Linked DNA regions of Rattus norvegicus: all the other regions are linked to region 3. A link is a contact called in public Hi-C data. All regions are on one chromosome and are shown on one strand. The core of a region is the stretch at or near the end of the contact, and the rest is flanking DNA. Distances in the headings are between cores, read along the strand shown. Region 1 has its middle 35 kb from the start of Mef2d. Region 2 holds the start of Iqgap3 (IQ motif containing GTPase activating protein 3). Region 3 overlaps LOC108350055 (a long non-coding RNA gene).

Region 1 (3,920 bases), core at 548-3,047, 52 kb after region 3:
TGTTCAAAACAAAATAAATAAAGTGAAACCAACCGAACATTCTAACACCGTCCCAAGGATCTGAAAGAATGCTGACTGGAAACTGGCTAGGGAATGACAGTATCTGGCATGGTGCCTACACAAGACAAATGAGAGACAATGCATGTTTTTGTTGTGCTTTTTACGTGATTTTACTTTCTTGTGTGTTGGGGGGGGGGGGGGCGGCGGATGAATGGAGGCCAGAACAGGGCATATCAAGTTTATTGGAACTAATGTTACAGGAAATTGTGAGATGTTTACTTGGGTGCTGGAAACAATTCAGGTCAGCAAACATTTTTTTTGTTGTTGTTTATTTTTTGTTCATTGATGTTTTGCTTACCTGCACATCTATGTAAGGACAGTTGGGAGCTGCCTTGTGGGTGCTGAGAATTGAACCCAGGTCCTCTGGAGAAGCAGTCAATGCTCTTAATCACTGAGCCCCCAGGACACATTCTTTTTTTTTTTTTTTCTTTTTTCTTTTTTTCGGAGCTGGGGACCGAACTCAGGGCCTTGCGCTTACTAGGCAAGCGCTCTACCACTGAGCTAAATCCCCAACCCCCCAGGACACATTCTTTTTTTTTTTTTTGGTTCTTTTTTTCGGAGCTGGGGACCGAACCCAGGGCCTTGCGCTTCCTAGGTAAGCGCTCTACCACTGAGCTAAATCCCCAGCCCCCCCCAGGACACATTCTTAATCCAGCATCCCTTCTGGTTTTCTCAGGACACACATGTGTACACACATGCAATTTTTTTTTTAATAAAAAATACTTCCAAGTTCTTTTTGCAGCTTCTTTCCTTTTTAGCTAAAGGACAAACTCCTTGAGTACTGCCATATAAAATAGAACTAGGGTGTGGGTCTCTTGGACTCAGCTATCAAGGTCGGTGGTTCTTAGGCGCTATTAGTGTTGTCTAATTGCTAATACCAAGAGGCCAGTGGTACTGTGTTCTGACTCATCCTTAAGTTCCATGGGCTAACTTTTCCAGCCTTGTTTGTGATTGTGTGGGAACTTGTTCAAGGAACAGCAGATGTGTACGGAACCCAGGCGATCCCACCTCAGGCTCTGGACTTCAATGTCTGCAGCATAAAATCACTCACTACCTGGACGAAGAGGAAATCCATTCTCGTCGTATTTCACGGTCTTGGGTCTCAAAAGTAAGAGGTAGAGCCCCATAGCATAGTTTACAGTCCCCCTTCCCCGCCCCCACCGTGTTCTTTCCACACAGCCTAGCGCAGCTCCTTGGTAGGTTTGCAGCAGGTCAGTTCCGGCCTCTTGGGTGAGTCAGATTTACCCCTTAGCCCTGTATGAGCTCAGCTCCACCTCTCGGTCTCTGTCCAGTCTCGGGATGCGTCTCCACCCTCACAGGATAGCGTCCCAGGACTGCTCCTATTTAGGATATGAGCTGCCACGTGCCCAAAGCATGCTGGGTGCCCCTGGGGAGGGGAAGATTCTCAGAAGGCAGGGCCACGAGCCCGCCACGCACCGCCCCCGCGTAGCCCGCGGCTTGTTCCGGAGACCGATGAATTGCTTCCGGGTTTCAAAACCTCCATTCTAAGGGGGCGGGTATAGAAGGTAGGCCGTAGAGTGGCCTAACATCCATTTCCGCCCGTTCTGCCCCCGGAGGTGTCGTTGAGCGATTGACTGCTTCTCTCGGGCTTCACGAGTGGCAGAACATGGTCCCGAGCCTCTGACAACGTTCCACCGCAAGTGGAACAAAGGCCTTTAAGCCACGCCCGGCGCCGCCTGCGTTCGGTGGGAAGTAGGTAACAAGGCTCATTCCATTGGCCCTTCCAGTGAGTGATGGAAGCATCGGCCAACTGCTGCCTGCACAAGACGCGTGCGTCCTCAATAGGTTTAGCACTAGGAAAACTACAAGTAAAACAACTGCTTTCAGCATTCTCTCTGGGGCTTCCAGAAGCTGCGCATGCGTAAAACACCATTGTCAACTTCCTGCACAAATTGAGAGAATTAGCACCTTCGGCCCTGTTGGCAAATTTACTGAGATTGACAGCACTGCGTAAGATCTGTCATTGCCTGGGCGTTCCAGAAGGAATCCGGCAGGCGAATGCAACGATTTGTCACTGTCAAAACTGTTAACTACAAAGCTCACGCCGAAAAACTTGCGTGATTGAATTATAAAAAAGGAGAAAAAAAAAAAAGTCGCGGGGCTGGAGATGTAACTCTTGATAGGCTCCCCTTAGCATGTACAGAATCCGGGGTTCGACCTTGTGTGTGCGTATAGTGGCGCACGCCTGTAATTCTGGCACTTGGGAGGTGGAGTTTGAAGAATTAGAAATTCAAAGCCAGATGACTTAGTGAGTTCAGGCTATCCCGAAATATATGAGACTCTTGTCTTAAAAAAAAAAAAAAAAAAAAAAAGCCGTAAACGATTTTGTTTTGGGAAGTACTCACAGATGCCCTCTGCTCTAATGGCCACAGGTTGGACAGGCCTGTCTGTATTTTCCTGTCTTCTGGCGGTAAGCTTATTTATAGCTTGAGAGCTGTTGGCCTGAATCTGTGCAGACACCTTGCTATAGTAGTAAGAATATTTATTTAGAGAGTGTTCCACAGCTTGTCTTATAATCTTTCTCTCAAGAGGTCCTCACATAACCCCTCGATTGGGATGGAGTTGTAGCTTAGTTGAGAGGTAGAGCAATTGCCATTCTCAGAGTACAATGGCCATCAAATCCCATAGACAGGTCACAAGTTGAGGAATAGAATGTTGGAGTCCCAAAAAAGACTGTCAAGGTGGAGCAGCCAAGAGGCCCCATCTCCCCACCCAGGGGTCCTATATTGTTAGGAACTACCACCTTGGTCACAAAGACCTTGTGTCAAAATGGGATTTATTTTATTTATATAAGCACACTATAGCTGTCTTTAGACACAGCAGAAGAAGGACTTAGACCCCATTACAGATGGCTGTGAGCTACTGTGTGGTTGCTGGAATTGAACTCAGAACCTCTGGAAGAGCAGTCAGTGTTTTTAACCACAGGGCCATCTCTCCAGCCCAGGGTGGTTACTCTTAAAGGAAGAGCATAGGCACAGTTAAAGTCAGAGCACTGGAAAGATAACTTTGTGCCTGGGATCTAAGAAGCATGTGAATGAACTGAAGACAGAATGAACAGGTCGTACTGTGGCGGGGTGGAGGGGTGGGGGTAGGGGTCAAGCCCAGTGAGCAGGGAAACCCCAGCATCCTGCAAACATCTGAAATTAGCTCTTAAAGTTTCGAATATAACAAAGTAATAGAACATTGGCTGGGAGGAAGAATGATAAAGATGGGATGTGTTGACAGTTACCTGGAGAGAGCTGGAGGATGGGGTACAAAAGATTGTGATTTCAAGGCTGGCCTGGACTGCAAAGTGAGTCCAAGGCCAGTCTACTGGTTTGCTTTTCTAAACTTGTGGTAATACATTCTAACCAAAAGCAGCTTGGGAAGGAATAGTTTTATTTCAGCTTGCAAGTTAACATCCATCACCAGAAGAAGCCAGCCAGGAACCTGGATGAAGGAACGGAAGTGAAAACCGTGGAGACACACTGCTCACTGGCTTGATCCCTGCCTCATTTTCAGCTATTGTTTTTATGCTATTTTAGAGATTTGCTTAGGAACTGGAGAGATGGAGACAAGAGCACTTGTTCTTTTGGAAGTTCTGGGTTCAGTTCCCAGCACCCACATGGTAACTCACAATCAACCATAACTCTAGTTTCAGGAGATCTGACAGTTTTTTGACCTTCATGGACAGCAGACCCGGAAGTAATGCACAGACATATGATGCAGGCAGAACACACAAACACACAGAATAGATAAATCTGAAAAATAAGAAGTGTATTAAGTGTATGTGTGCCATACACTTGCAGGTGTGAAGTGGAGGCCAGAAGACTGCATGGGTGCCCTGGAACTGGAGTTGT
Region 2 (4,442 bases), core at 560-3,059, 47 kb before region 3:
TTTCATGGCGTCTGAAGTTATGTCTGAGAAGACTGCCAAGCAACCTTAGTGGGATCCTATAGTGGCTGTCACAGGACAAGATCGTGGTAAGAAGGGGAGGCCATAGGCAGACAGGAAGGTTGCACAAGACGGTAGTTATGTTTTTTACTGTAAACAAAGATTTTTTTTATTGTGCAATTCCCAGGATTGCATATGAGGGTCTGCCCAGAGCACGGCTCTGCGGGAGCACGGCTCTGCGGGAGCCTGTAGCAGTGAGCAGGTAATGTGTGTGTGTCTGCTCTCTTGCTCTGTAATGCCCTCGAAGAGCAATGTTCTTAATTCCCAGTTCTGGGGCTCCAGGATCAGAAGAATGTCGATGACTTAGATGGCTCCTTAAAATTTAGCAGTTACCATACTTGCCAAAGGCTACCACGTGATGGGAACCCTAAGGAACTTGGGGAACCCTAAGTCTTTCATTCCACATTGCTGGTTCATATGGCCAAATCAGAAGGCACACGTGTGCTGCATGGTGCACTGTAATCTTAACATGATTTTCTTTTCTTTTTTCCTTTTGGCAGTTTCATATGTGTATATAAAGTATGGTCATGTTTATTCCTCATATTGCGCGTCATTCTTTTTTTTTTTCTTTTTTTCAGAGCTGGAATATTGCATCATTCTTATTTGAAATATTTCAGTATAAAAAGAATATTGTCTCTATAGGTAATCTTCACATCATCGACTTTGTTAGTTGTGTAGGAAGTCTGTTGTTTGCTTGTTTTTTGAGACAGGGTTCCTCTGTGTAGCCCTGGTTGTCCTAGAACTTGCTCTGTAGACCAGGACCGGCCTCAAACTCACAGAGATCTGCCTGCCTCTGCCTCCCCTAGTATTAAAAGAATGTGCCACCACCCCAGGTGAAGTCTTTTTTTTTTTTTTTTTTTTTTTGGTTCTTTTTTTCCGAACCCAGGGCCTTGCGCTTCCTAGGTAAGCGCTCTACCAGAAGTCTTTTTTTAATGACTTATTTAGTTTCTCTTATTTTATGTGCATTGGTGTTTTGCCTGCATGCATGTCTGTGTGACGTTGTCAAATGCCCTGAAGCTGGAGTTGAGGCAGTTGTAAGCTGTCATATGAATGCGGGGAACTGAACCAGGATTCTCTGGAAGAGCAGCCAGTGGTCTGAACCACTGACCCATCTCTCTAGCCCCAGTAGGAAGTCTTAACCCTTAGCTGGCGATTTCAGTCAGACTGCATGGTGTGTGTGTGTGTGTGTGTGTGTGTGTGTGTGTGTGTGTGTGTGTGTGTGTGTGTTGGGAGGGGGGAGGCTCCATTTCCTTCCCATACCCTTTTAATTAATCTGTTTTTCTCTCCTGCCTCAAGATTTGCTGAAATCTCTACTAGGAAGGTCTCTACCCTCCGCTGCAGTGGATCTTTCCCTCCGTGCGGCACAGACTTCCAAGCTTTTTGACTACGTCTATCTCTTGTTGCTATAACAGCACTGATCTAGAACATGTATAACCCTGCATTTGTCATCCAGTTCAGAGTATAACACCAAATAGCACACAGGGAGTCCTGGGAATTCTATAGGAAGTGGGACAGGCTAGTGAAAGGAAGGGCAGCGGCAGGGACTATTTGTTAAAAAGCCAGCTGGGCAGCGGGGGCCTTAGAGAAAGAGCAAATCAAGACACTGCCCTAAGCTATGGCCCCCAGCTCTAAGAGGAACTACAAAACCCAGGATTCCCTGAGGCACGAACGGGAAGCGTCCCATCCCAGCGTGACCGTAGTGAGGGGCGGTGTCCCAGAGGCGGGAGATTCAAAACTGGCAGGAGAAGGAACATGGAGTCTTGCACGGCAGGCCAGGCTCGGACAGCCTGTGAGTGCGGGAAGGATCTGAGGGTGGTGCGGGGTGCTGCTGGTGGGGCTTGGTCTTCGCGGGAGTTGCTGCCCGGAGCACAGTTCGCTGGGGGAGTTCGCCGAAGTGTGCGCAGGGTAACCGAGCGGCAGAACCATCAAAGGGCGCTCCCCCTTATTCCCAGGTTCTGAGGCTCTAGGGTCAGGGGAATGTAGATGATCTAGATGACCCCTTAAAATTCATTAATTACTATACTTACTAAAAGTGCCACGGGACGGGATTCCTCATTGAAACATTGCCTCCCAAATTACTTGATGCCTGATCACCTGGCTGTTTAAAATGCAGAACCTGGAGGTCCGGTTTGGCGGTGCACTCCGGTAATTCCAACAGTTGCAAAGTGGAGGCTGAAGGTCAAAAGTTCATGGTCATTCTTAGCTACATAGTACATAAAGAACAGCCTGGGCTACCCCACTGCTTTCTTAGAGAGAAACTCAGGTTCATGGGAAGGGCTGAAAGGATTCCACCCTATCATCTGAATGAAAAAGAAAACCTGCTTTCTTTTTACTCCTTCTCCACTAGGACACAAAGAGCAAAAATCTGTCCATCCACCTCATGAAGGAACGAGAGTTCCAGGAAAATCATTTTGTGGTGGTTGTTTTGTTTGTTTGTTTGTTTTTTGAGACCCTTTGGTATGTGGACTTGTGTGCGCAGGAGGCATACTCCAGGCCGCTGTCCTTGTTTGCTCGAGGCCCCTCCCATTCCATCTTGCTGAGTCCCCAACTCATAACTCGGAGGTGATGTCACTCACTTACTGGTTTATTTTCCATGCTTCAACAACCAACTCTTGTTCCTTGTAAACTCCCTCAGACCAACCCATGGATTTTCTGCCGTTGGCCAGCACTTTCAAATCTGTATTTGGTTGTGTGTGTCTGTTGAACTGCCAATTCAAATAAGCCCAGCCCTTCCTGAAGTCATACGGCAGGATATCGAAGATGAGGAAATAGGATAAGGAGTAAAAATGACTGGAGTGCCCAGTCAAAGACAAATCGACCATGCTCTCCTGCATATTTGTTTGTTGCTCCTGCAAAAAGTTGTCCCGCACCCTGTGTTTATTTTTATATTGTGTTCCCCGTGAAAAACAGATGGAGAGGTAAAAAGACCATGGCTAAGGCAAAACAGGAATGCTCACCAGCCCAGGGCCTGGCAGAAAGGTATCGCATGAATGATTGACTGTGCTAATGGTTGATCATGTCAGCTGTGCTCCCAAGGGACCACACGTGATAACACAACTTTGAGAAGTTAGCATCTAGTGAAGGCTGCGATGTGAAGCTACACTCCTAGCGGAGGAAAGCTGTGAAAGGTCTGGCTGGGGCCACTGAAGGAGGTTCATGAGGTAGACTTGAGAAAGAGGAGAAAGATGGGAAGATGACTCCATAGGAAAGAAGGAAATGTCTCTGGCACAGAAGGATGCTCCCTGACAGTGGGAAGAACTGGGGCACAGAGAGTGTTTCTGTGCTCTGAAGGGGCTGCTGAGGGAATTTGTTCAGAAGCAGCTTCAGAGCTGAGGTCTTCTTTTATTTTTTAAGATTCATTTTTCTTTACGTGCATGTGTCTGTGAATATACACCTTGTGTGTATGGGTGCCCACAGAAGCCAGAAGAGGGCGTTGGTAGTTTCGAGCTGCCCAGTGTGGGCGCTGGGATTCCTATCTAATGCACACTCCTTGCCTATCTCCCCTCACGATTTAGATGATCGTCTCACAGCTGAGGAGATGGATGAGCAGAGGCGACAGAATGTCGCCTACCAGTACCTGTGCCGGCTGGAGGAAGCCAAGCGGTAAGCAGGGTCCACTTTCCCTATCTCTCCTATTCCAGTCACCTGTCCCCAGAGCAAATGCAGACAGGGGCTGTGCTGCAGGAAACGGCAAGTTAAAATGGTTAAGTCGAGCTAGGCATGGTGATAAAAAGTTCAAGGTCAGCTGAGAAGGAGGTAGCTCAGTAAAGTGCCTGGCATACAAGTGAAGACCCGAGTTCAGACCCACGGCACACAGAAGAAGCCAGCTGCAGCAGCATGTACCTGGAATCCCAGTCCTGGGGAGGCAGAGGTGGGCAGAACTATGGAATTTATTGGCTGGCCAGCTTAGCCAATTAGGGAACTTTAGGTTCAATGAGAGACTCTGCCTCAAAACCTAGGATGGCAAGCGATCAAGGAAGATACCTCACATCGGCCTCTGGCCTCTGCATGCACGTGCACACACATGCAAAAGGGTTCCCATAAGAACAGGCACCCCACCCCCACCACTCCCACACACAGAGTTCAAAGAAGTCAGCCTCAACTACATAGCAAGTCTAAGACCAGCCTGGACTTCACGTAAACCCTATCTTGAAAAGGCTGGCAGTGGTAGCACCCATTTCTAATTCCAGCACTCAGGAGGTAGAGTCAGGTGGATCTCTGAGTTCGAAGCCAGCCTGGTCTACAGAGTCCCTGACAGCCAGGGCTACACAGAGAAACCCTGTCTGGGGGTTGACGGGGGGTGGGGATAGGGGGTGGGGGAACAAACATAGTCTTGACTAGTTTCAGGTTCAATAGAAGACACCTTATTTTCCTTAGACAAGGCC
Region 3 (4,394 bases), core at 428-2,927:
AGTTGGCCACAGTGGTGCAAGTCTGCAATCTCACCAGTACTGGAGACCGAGGCAGGAGGAGCAGAAGGGCAGCCTAAGTTACGTAGTGTCTGTGTCAGGAGGCCGTGCAAGACTGGAGCTCAGTGGCTCAGTGTGATTACCAGCCTAACTTATGGTGCTGGGTTTGACTGGACACTGGGGGAAAATGTGTGTGTTTATTTTCCTGTAATTGGATAGTGGAAATGGCTCATAAACAGAGAGAACCACTAGACTGTACATTTTAAAGGGCTGAATATTATGGCATTCAAATTATACTTCAATAAGCCTTTGCTTTTGTTGTTTTCCTTGGTTTAAAAAAATTGACTGGGTGGTGGCACATTCCTTTAGTCCCAGTACTTGGAAGGAAGAGGCAGGTGGATCTCCATGAGTTCAAGGCCCTGGGCAGCCAGGGGTATACAAAGAAACCCTGTCTTGAAAAATCATAAATAAATAAATAAATAAATAAATAAATAAATAAATAATCTAATACACTAATAAATAAAAATTAAATGGCTTGTCGTCTTTGTTTTCTTACTATCGCTGTGGCCAAATGCCAAGCAAAGGAGGAAAGAGTTTATTACATTATACAGTTTATAACCCATCACTGATGGGACTTAAGGCAATAATCTGGAGACACGAACTAATCGGAGACTAAGGAATTGTGGGGGGACACGACCTGCTGGCTTGTTCCTTATGCCTTGCTAGGCTACTTTCTTACAGTACCTAGGGCCACCTGCCCAGGGACAGCACCTACAGTGGGCTGAGTCTTCCACAGCAATTATCAATTAAGAAAATGCCTTACAGGGGCTGGAGAGATGGCTCAGTGGTTAAGAGCATTAGCTGCTCTTCCAGAGGTCCTGAGTTCAATTCCCAGCAACCACATGGTGGCTCACAATCATCTGTAAATGGGATCCAATGCCCTCTTCTGGTGTGCATGAAGACAGCTACAGTGTACTTGTATAAATAAAATAAATAAAGAAAAAAGAAAAAAGAAAATGCCTTACAGGCCAATCTGATGCAGAAGTTTTCTGAACTGAAATTCCTCTTCCCGGATGACTCTAGTTTGTATCAAGTTGACAGAAACAAACCAGGACCTTTCCTTATTTTTAAAGAGTTGGAGGTTTTACCTGTGTGTATGTAAATGTACCACAGTGCCTTTGAGGGCCAGCAGGGGGAGACAGATCCTCCGAAGCCGGAGTAACAGAGGGTTGGGAGCCACCAAGTGGGGCTGGGAATTGAGCAGCCAGCGTTCCTAACCACTGAACCATCTCTCCAGCATAGCCCTCTTCCAACTCTCTTTTTCTTTTCTTTTTTAAGCTGGGGAAGGATCAGGGAGGCAGACTTCTGTCAGGTCAGAGTACAACTTGTGAGGATCAATTCTCTCTACCATGTGGGTCACAGGAATTGAACTTAGGTCACCAGACTTGGCAGCGAGTACTTACTTTTACCTGCTGAGCCACCCAACTACCAGGACAAAAACTTTATTTTTATTTTAATTTATTTTCCTAATAATACTGTTTCTGGGGGAGGCGGGGGAGGCTTTCCTGGCTGTCTTAGAACTCACTTTGTAGACCAGGCTGGCCTCAGCTAGCTTTGTTACCACTGCTGTGACTGTCTGTGGCCACCTCCTAGTGAGAGACTCTAGCTGGAAGGCAGCCAGCCTCAATGATAGGCACCTCCCAGGATTTCAGCATCGGACATGTGATTTGGCTGTGGTTACTATTTTAAGACTCAGTTAATAAATTCTGAGTTATGTATATAGTTGTATATATCCCCTTGGTTCTGCTGCTCCAGATAACTCTGACTAAAACACCAGGCCATAGAAAACTGAGGTCATCAAGGACTCTCGGCCAGGAAAAAAAAGAAAGAAAGCAAATCTGTCAAACTCAAGAAAAACCAGTGTGTCCTGGAGCGCTGGCTCAGCGGTTAAGAGTATTTACTTGGGGCTGGAGAGACGGCTCAGCTGTTAAGAGCACTGACTGCTCTTCCAGAGGTCCTGAGTTCAATTCCCAGCAACCACATGGTGGCTCACAACCATCTGTAACGGGATCCGATGACCTCTTCTGGTGTGTCTGAGGACAGCGACAGTGTATTCACATACATTAAAAAGAATACTTACCGAAGCCTCAGATGAGGCTCCCAGCACTCGGACGGCAGCTCACAACCCCTGTCCCGAGGATCCTATGCCCTCTTGCAGCCTCTGAGGCACAGCACACACACATTGCACAGACGTACACAGAGGTGAAATATCCAGATACACAACAATAAAATAAATAAACCCATAATAAAGGAAGAAAGAAGACAAGTGTAACAGGAAGCTTCGCACGTGCTGCCGCAGATGCCTTTAGGCCTCGGTCATCACAGACAGCGGAGAGAGTCCCTGCAGAGCTCCCTGCCCTGGCTGCCAGAGAAGGGGCCCGATGAATCACACGCTGTGGGCTGCTAGGAAAAGTCCTAAAAAGCAAACAATGTAGTAAGTTATTTTCGTCTGTGTTGGCCGTGCTGGGAAGGTGGAGGTAAGGGAGTCAGGAGGTCAAGGTCACCCTCAGAGACACCCTGAGGTCAAGGCCCAGCCTGGGATAAATAAGTCAGACCTTGTCTCAAAAAATAAAAGTAAGCTGGGCAGTGATGATGCACAGCTTTAATCCCAGCCTGTTCCACAGACTGAGTTCCGGGACAGCCAGGGCTACCCAGAGGAACCCTGTCTCCAAAAACAAACATTAAAAAAAAGTCTAACATTTCTGGGGCTAGTACGTTTGAGAAATGCTGCATGATGCACCCGAATTTAATGAAGGCATTTAAGTTTGATTGCAGTAGTTTTTATTTTATATTTCTGGAGTGAGGTCTTACTGTGGAGACAGTGAGATGGCTCAGTGTGTAACCGGACCACCTTAGTTGCATCTCCAGAATCCACATAGTGAAGGAAAGAACTGAAAGTTGTCCTTTGAGCTCCTTCAGCTGCTCATTCTAGCATGCATACAAAGTAGATAAATGTAGAAAATGTAGAAAAAATTATTCTTCTGAGACAGGGTCTCACTGACTAGTCCTGGGTGACCTGGGACTTACTATGTAGAGCAGGCTGGCCTCAAATTCACAGAAATCTGCCTGCCTCTGGCTCTTGAGTACTGGGATTAAACTGTCACCAACACTTGACATTTATTTTTAGTTTTTAGTTTTTTAATTAAACAAAGTTTCTCTTTTTCAAGATAGGGTTTCTCTGTGTGTCTCTGACTGTTCTGGAACTCAGTCTGTTGACCAGGCTAGCCTTGAACTCAGAGATTCACCTGCCTCTGTCTCCCAAGTGCTGGGATTAAAGGCATGTGTCACCACTGCTCTGGCTAAACCCTTTTATTCCTATGTTTTGATGTTCTGGGTTTGTGTACGGTCTTCCTGCTTACTGAGCGTGCAGTGTCCGGTTGAGCTACCTGTCCCCAGTCCTTCAAACCCTTCTCTCGTAAAAACTTACACTGAATTTCCTTTGTTTTTCTCTCATTTCACTTCAAACAAACAAGATAATACACATGCTCTCTCAGCACAGAAAAACTTCCATAATTTATACAAAAGTAAAATCCACCTGGCCCACCTCCCCCTCCTGTGGCACTGTCTGCAGCCTGGGACAGATCCTTCTCAGCCTTCCTCACTGTTCCCTTCAGGAGCGTGCTGAGACCATGGCTAACTATTTCCCAAAGTGACTGTCTATCTCTCTTCTCACCTGCTCACCTTCCACACAGAGGCAGTGGCTCTGGCCTCCACCCTAGAAGTTAGCCAGCCTAGTGGCCCCAGTGACTGCCTTAGCTACTGTCTGATCTAGTAATGCTGTACCCCGTGAGACCAGGTCACTGCTATGGTTCGGACCTGGTCTGCATCCTGCAAGGGTTTCTAGGTCCAAATTTAATCCCCATCATGTAGTATCGAGAGGGTGGAAACTCATCTGGGAACATGGATAGGGGAATGTGAGGCTCCGGGTTCAATCCAAGGCCCCCAAAAGAAAACAGAAGAGGGCAGAATTTAATATGAGCATGGTATTTGAGGTTGGCCTTTGGGAGATGATTAGGGTTAGGCAGGGACACTTGAGTGGAGCCTTGTGAGTGACTTTACAGGAGACACCATGCAAAGTCTCTGATATTGCCATTTGATGTCCTGTGCCATTCTGGGGTTCCCCTAGCAAGAAGACCATCATAAGGTGTGGCTAAGATGTCAAACACTGTGAGTCGAAAATAAACAGGGCTGGTACTGTTTATAAATCATAATCCTGTGGTATTGTCTCACCATTTTGTTTGTTGTTGACAAGTTCTCACTATGAGGCTCAAGCTGGCTTTAAACTCACTCTCTGCCCTGCCTCAGTTTCCTCGGTGCTGGGCTTACAGGGCTAAGTC

Evidence for each region. Hi-C and Micro-C count contacts between places; a contact is called where the count stands out from the background.
Region 1: a contact with region 3 is called in a Hi-C map of liver, with 3 times the contacts expected there. The contact joins two enhancer-like sites. A contact is called at or near these places in 6 of 12 Hi-C or Micro-C datasets (the A7r5 cell line, the Rat2 cell line, hepatocytes and 2 more).
Region 2: a Hi-C map of liver shows a contact between it and region 3, with 2.1 times the contacts expected there. The contact joins the promoter of Iqgap3 here to the enhancer-like site in region 3. A contact is called at or near these places in 5 of 12 Hi-C or Micro-C datasets (the Rat2 cell line, hepatocytes, kidney and 1 more).

Annotation. Positions count from the first base shown.
Region 1 is chr2:175,937,429-175,941,348 of GRCr8, forward strand. No RefSeq gene overlaps it. Among named protein-coding and RNA genes, the nearest start is that of Mef2d, 35 kb to the left of the region's middle. Within about 2 kb of position 1,798, at least 91 of the 93 cell types and tissues checked have an H3K27ac peak or open chromatin away from gene starts, as enhancers often do. A contact at or near this core is called in the A7r5 cell line and liver, where this site is marked.
Region 2 is chr2:175,838,192-175,842,633 of GRCr8, forward strand. It overlaps Iqgap3 (IQ motif containing GTPase activating protein 3), which reads left to right and starts at 1,810. Exons shown (of 38, transcript NM_001191709.1): 1 at 1,810-1,846; 2 at 3,573-3,660. The coding sequence starts at 1,810.
Region 3 is chr2:175,885,159-175,889,552 of GRCr8, forward strand. It overlaps LOC108350055 (a long non-coding RNA gene), which reads right to left. Exons shown (of 4, transcript XR_010063842.1): 4 at 1-4,394. Among named protein-coding and RNA genes, the nearest start is that of Mef2d, 17 kb to the right of the region's middle. Within about 2 kb of position 1,678, at least 7 of the 93 cell types and tissues checked have an H3K27ac peak or open chromatin away from gene starts, as enhancers often do. A contact at or near this core is called in the A7r5 cell line and liver, where this site is marked.